Linked DNA regions of Mus musculus: region 1 is linked to region 2. The links are chromatin contacts, called in public HiChIP or PLAC-seq maps. All regions are on one chromosome and are shown on one strand. The core of a region is the stretch at or near the end of the contact, and the rest is flanking DNA. Distances in the headings are between cores, read along the strand shown.

Region 1 (2,700 bases), core at 76-2,575, 130 kb before region 2:
CCTCCCCCACTGTGGCTGTGACCACCCCACCCCTTCCCCAGCCCTCCTCCCCTCTCACCCACCCCTAACCTCCCCTGGGGAGCCAAGCTGCCAGTCCCAGCTCTCACTTCCGGCCTCATGACCCTCTCTGCAGCCTGCGAGCACTCCCCTCCCATTTCCCTCAGCCCCCTCAGTCTGAAGGCTCCTGGATGTCCTTAAGCTCTTAGCAGTGGGAAACATGGCTGCTCTGAAACCTTCCTCAGGCCCTCTCTTCTCCACGGAGGCGTTACCTCCCAGGACTGCCAGCCCCCTTTCTCTCAGGAATTTCATGTTTCACTCTCTTGGTCTTCCCTTCCTTTTAGCCCCTAGTGCCCACCTAATTCGTAGATCTTCTAGCAAGCAGACACTTGCCCTAGATCCTAAGAAGGACCAGTCACTTGTTTTTTTTTTTTTTTTAAGATTATTTATTTATTACATGTAAGTACACTGTAGCTGTCTTCAGACACACCAGAAGAGGGAGTCAGATCTCGTTAGGGATGGTTGTGAGCCACCATGTGGTTGCTGGGATTTGAACTCTAGACCTTTGGAAGAGCAGTCGGGTGCTCTTACCTGCTGAGCCATCTCACCAGCCCCAGTCACTTGTTTTGCATTTAAATGTGAACACAGAGAGGCTTAGTCATGCCCTTAAGGACACACAGCCATGCCAATCAGCTTTGTTGTCACCTAAGTTTGGTTTTGTTGGGATCCTTTAAGTCAAATTGCTTCATCATCCAAAGATTCAGACTAGCCCTGGCCTCCTCAACTATCTCAACTACCACTTCTAATCTCTTTTCCCCCAGTTTGTTATCAAGATGCACTACCTCCCCTGACCACTAGGTGTCCCCCTGGAGCCACTGATGCCCCAAGGGGAACTGGTCCTGCCCCGCCCCCATCATCTCCCCCAACCCCAGAACAGTACAGCACTGCATACCCCACCCTACCCTATCCTCAGCCACACAGAGCTCCTTTGTACAGCCCCCGCCCACCCTCTTCCTGTCCAGAGTGGGGCACCTGGCAAGCAGGTCTGTTCCTGAACCGCCCCCTGCCAGCCCCTTGCCCCGAGTGCCAGGTGTGTAGGCGCCACTGCCAGCTCTCACTGAACCCGAGGGTCACCTCATTGGCAGCCCTCCCTTCCTCCCTCCGAGGTCACCCAGGGACTGTGCTTTCCGCCCCACTCCACCCCCATTCCCTCCTGCCCTTGGCCCTTCCAGACTCCTGTCCTTGTCTTTCCTTCTGTCTCCCAGAGGACTCCCTCTTCCAGTACCACTAGCACCTCCTCCCACCTCTCTCCCGCCCCCGCCCACATCCCTCCCCAGAGAGAGCCAGTTCGGCCACGCCCCTCACTGCCGACCAGGTCGGAAGAACTCCTCCCCCTGGAAAGTCACTGTTGAAAAGGAAGTGACTTCAGCAGTTTGGCCACAAGGCTGGGCATTGCTGAGCCCAGCGCAGCCCAAGTCCTGCCCAGCCCACCTCCAAAACACAAAGGGAGCCATGTGCACATGCCACCTCACCTTGTGCTCAGAACCCTGAGCACACACAAACCCACCCAAGGGTGTTTGAGTCTTGGTCCACTAGTACCCTGTGTGGTAGACAGCCCAGGATACCCACACCTGCATAGGATCCATAGCCAGCAGTCACCACTACAGCACACATGTGAAGCTCTTAACTATTCCCCCCACATAGGCCACTTATGTAACTCTTGCATACACAACCCTGTGCACTAAGGACAGAGAGCCCCACACACCTGCTTGCACACAGACCCAGCACAGCACATTTACAGCCTCACATCCTCCTGCAGCCCTGCCTCCCCACCCTTCCCATCCCTGGAGGCCCAACCCCCATGCAGACCTCAGGAATGCTCCTTTGGAAGTTGGGTGGGGTTTCCAGCAGGCTAAACTCTAAGGAGCTTCCTGGAGCCTGAGGCTTCATGTGTCAGTTCAGGGAGTTGCCTCTATAGGGCAGGGCAGCCCCACCTGGCCTCTGTGGCTGGGAGCCTGGGTGGGCTAAACCTGGGCCACAAGAAAGATGGGTCCTGCCATGGCCTGCCCTGCGGCCAGCTGCCGGGCATGCAATCACACCTGGACTACCATGGCCTCTCAGCTCTGTAGAGGAGTCCTGGGGAGGTCAGCTGCATATATCAGGCACGCTGGCTTCCACCTCTGCCCTGAATCCTGGTCACCGTCACAACCCATCTCTCCGCCCAGTTCTCCAGGTCATGGAGGCATAGGGAAGAGTCCTCAGGCTAGGAGGCAGGATGCTAAGGGACTCACTGTGCCACATGAGCCTCTATTCCCTTCTCTGGATAATGGGGAGTTCGAATAGGCTAGATTAATGTCTCTCTCTCTGCCTAAGCTAAGAGGCGATCTTTGTTACACTGGCTCACAGTTACCTGCGCAGGCTCTGCAGAGGCTGGACTCAGCAAGAAAGGGCTGTCTCCACCAGCATCAGCTTCTCCAGGGTAGTCTTTGCAGAGGCCTGAGCAGTGCCACTCCCCCGGTCACCTGGGACCCTCGGCACTCACTCAGCTGGCTTGGCTCTGGGGTCCAGGCCGATGGGTAGACAGTCAGGCAACCTCCCCATCTGTAGAAGCAAACACAGCACACCAAAGATAAGCATAGATGGAGCATGGACGGAGGAGTCAGGCAGAGGGCAACTGAGCCAGGTGGGCATGCTCCACAAATA
Region 2 (2,700 bases), core at 145-2,644:
ACACACACACACATACACAGAGGCATGCACACTCACAAACACATTTTTAAAAAAAGATTTATTTATTTATTTTATGTATAGGGGTACACTGTAGCTGAACAGATGGTTCTGAGCCTTCATGTGGTTGCTGGGAATTGAACTCAGGACCTCTGCTGGCTCCAGCCTTGCTGGCTCCAGCCCCAAGATTTATTTATTATTATATGTAAGTACACTGTTGCTATCTTCAGACACACACTAGAAGAGGGCATCAGACCCCATTACAGATGGTTATGAGCCACCATGTGGTTGCTGGGAATTGAACTTAGGACCCTTGGAAGACAGTCAGCGCTGAGCCATCTCTCCAGCCCCACAAACACATTTACAAGTAAAAATAACTTTTAAAAAAGGTTTATTGTATGAATGATCATCGATATTTTCTATTCCTTTCTTTCCTCTCACTTCCTATGCCCTACCTCTTTTTCTTTCTCCAGTGCTAGAGATCAAACCAATCCCTAAGTCTCACACACACTAGAACGGACAGATCAATTAGCTCCATATTAAGTGAGGGGGACACAGAGACACACACACAAACTAAAATGTATTAAAGGTTTTGGGTCATGTACAGATGGCCTCCATACACACACAGCCAACCGATCTCAAGAGTATCATGGCCACCGTGTTCCTATTGCCTTTAATTCTAGCTTCAGGTCTCTACTGTTTTACCATTTTACAACTGCCCATCTTTTGTAAGTGCACGTGAGTGCAGGTGCCTGCTGAGTTAAGAGGCATCAGGGATAGCCCTGCAGCTGGAGTTACAGGCGATCTGAGCCTCCAGATGTGGGTGCTGGGAACCAAACTTTGCAAAAGCAGCATTCGGAGCCTTCTCTCCAGCCCATAGAGGACACTCATTTAATATCCTGCTTTTCCCCTCCGCCTGCTCCAAAGATAGACTTTCCTCCTTGGTTGCCAGTGGGTTTAAACTCCGGATGGTCTCGTAGTTCGAATCCGACGTTGCCCGACTGTCACCCCAATCCCACACTCCTTCGGCTAGCGGGAAGCTCCACGGCAACCCAAAACATCACAACTTCATCGAGTATCGCGAGAAGCTCCAATGCTCCCGCAGCCCCCGGAGAGGCGGAGCGAGGGCGGAGCCTCAGCGGGCAGGTGGGCGGAGCCCGAGGGCTTCCGCTATCCTACTCGGAAGACGCTCTTTTCAGGCGGCGCCCCCGCGTGACTGCGCTTTACATAATCGCGGCCCCGAGCGTCACAGTGGCGTAGTCCAACCCGGACCGAATCAGAGCCGTCGGGAACTCCACGTTCCGCCCCCTCCCGCGTGATCGACGTCCACGCGAGCCAGCGAACGGCCTCTGAGCACCGGAGAGCCCGCCCCTGCGCCCGCGGCCCGCCCTCGCCCGCCCGCCCTCCGCAGCCCGCGGCCCGGCCGCCGCCGCCAGGTTGTGCCTGAGACTGTCAGATAAAGCGGCGGGCCGGCGGGAGGGGCGGCGGCGATCACGGCCCGGGCCGGACATGGCGGCGCTGTACGCCTGCACCAAGTGCCACCAGCGCTTCCCCTTCGAGGCGCTGTCTCAGGGGCAGCAGCTGTGCAAGGTGCGCGGGCTGGGGCGGCGGCCGGGAGCTGGGGACGCTCCAGGCGCGGTTCGGAACTCTCGGTCCAGCGAGGACGGCTGCCGGGGTCCCCTCGGGCAGGGTGTGGCCGGCCCGTTTTGCGGACGAGCTGAGCCGGGCCCGCAGAGGACTGCAGGGTACTTGTGGGAGCCCCGGGCGGAGTCCAGGCCCTGGCAGCCGGCGTGTCCTGGTGCTTAGCAACGGCTGGGGTTTCTTCTCCGACCTGGTGAGGTCGCGGGAGGGGACAGCTCCCCTGTTTGTCCCCGACTGGCCCCCCGGGAAGATTTCCTTGGACCGCCTTCTCTTCTGATGTGGTCGTCTTGAGTGTAGAATGACGGTCCAGAGATTTCCCTTGTCCTGGATGAGATTGAACCCCGGAATCAGGTGCTGCTTGTGAGGAGTGTTTTGAACTCTGGACACTTCGTGGGCACTTTACAGCCGATCTCAAAGTTAGAGGTGGCAAGGCTTTATTAGGGAAAATGAAAAAAGTACCCCAACAGTGTCTTGGAACACACACGAACAGGGTGACTTTTTAGCATCTAATTGGTAGCCTTCCTCCTCATCCTAAGCATTTTTTAACCCCTGAAATGCCAGCGTTTTTATATATAACTTCCTCCCACCTCGTCGGTTCAAGAGAGCAACAGTTAAGTCGGCAAGCTCGTGCAGAGTTGCCGTTGACAGATCCTCAGATATTTCAGATACAGAATGTGTGTCTGTGTCCGTCCGCTGTGTGTAGTTCACCTCCCCGCGTCCCCCCAAAAAGATGCCCACATACTTTCCTTAAGCCACTTGGGTTTACTGAGTCCGAAAGATAGTGTTTGAAGGCCCCCTTGGACATAAAAACTTTGATCTAAACATTTTTCTTGTTTGTTTCCGAGGCAGGGTCATATAACTTGTAGCTCTGGCTGTCTTTGAACTCTCAGAGATCTATCTGACTGCCTCTGTCTTCCAAACGCTGGGATTAAAGTCGTGTACTGTTGCTCAGTCTAAGGCTGTATGATTCTTTGTTGTTATTTTTGTTTTTTGTTTTTCCAAGACAGGGTTTCTCTGTATAGCCCTGGCTGTCCTGAAACTCACTTTGTAGACCAGGCAGGC

What was found. HiChIP or PLAC-seq counts read pairs in DNA pulled down with a chosen protein or histone mark.
Region 1: a contact with region 2 is called in an H3K27ac HiChIP or PLAC-seq map of embryonic stem cells, with 10 read pairs. The contact joins the enhancer-like site here to the promoter of Fam76a in region 2. A contact is called at or near these places in 1 of 39 promoter capture datasets (liver), 1 of 15 datasets of contacts at CTCF or cohesin (large pre-B cells), 8 of 484 Hi-C or Micro-C datasets (cerebral cortex, cortical neurons, embryonic stem cells and 3 more), 4 of 115 datasets of contacts at active chromatin or transcription factors (embryonic stem cells, epiblast stem cells and pancreatic cancer cells) and 3 of 9 other capture datasets (adipose tissue, liver and pancreatic islet).

Annotation. Positions count from the first base shown.
Region 1 is chr4:133,054,911-133,057,610 of GRCm38.p6, reverse strand. Ahdc1 (AT hook, DNA binding motif, containing 1) reads right to left here. Exons shown (of 7, transcript NM_146155.3): 3 at 2,408-2,598. Among named protein-coding and RNA genes, the nearest start is that of Gm26615, 27 kb to the left of the region's middle. Within about 2 kb of position 1,325, at least 293 of the 459 cell types and tissues checked have an H3K27ac peak or open chromatin away from gene starts, as enhancers often do. A contact at or near this core is called in adipose tissue, cerebral cortex, embryonic stem cells and 5 more, where this site is marked.
Region 2 is chr4:132,921,245-132,923,944 of GRCm38.p6, reverse strand. Fam76a (family with sequence similarity 76, member A) reads left to right here and starts at 1,394. Exons shown (of 9, transcript NM_145553.2): 1 at 1,394-1,587. The coding sequence starts at 1,507.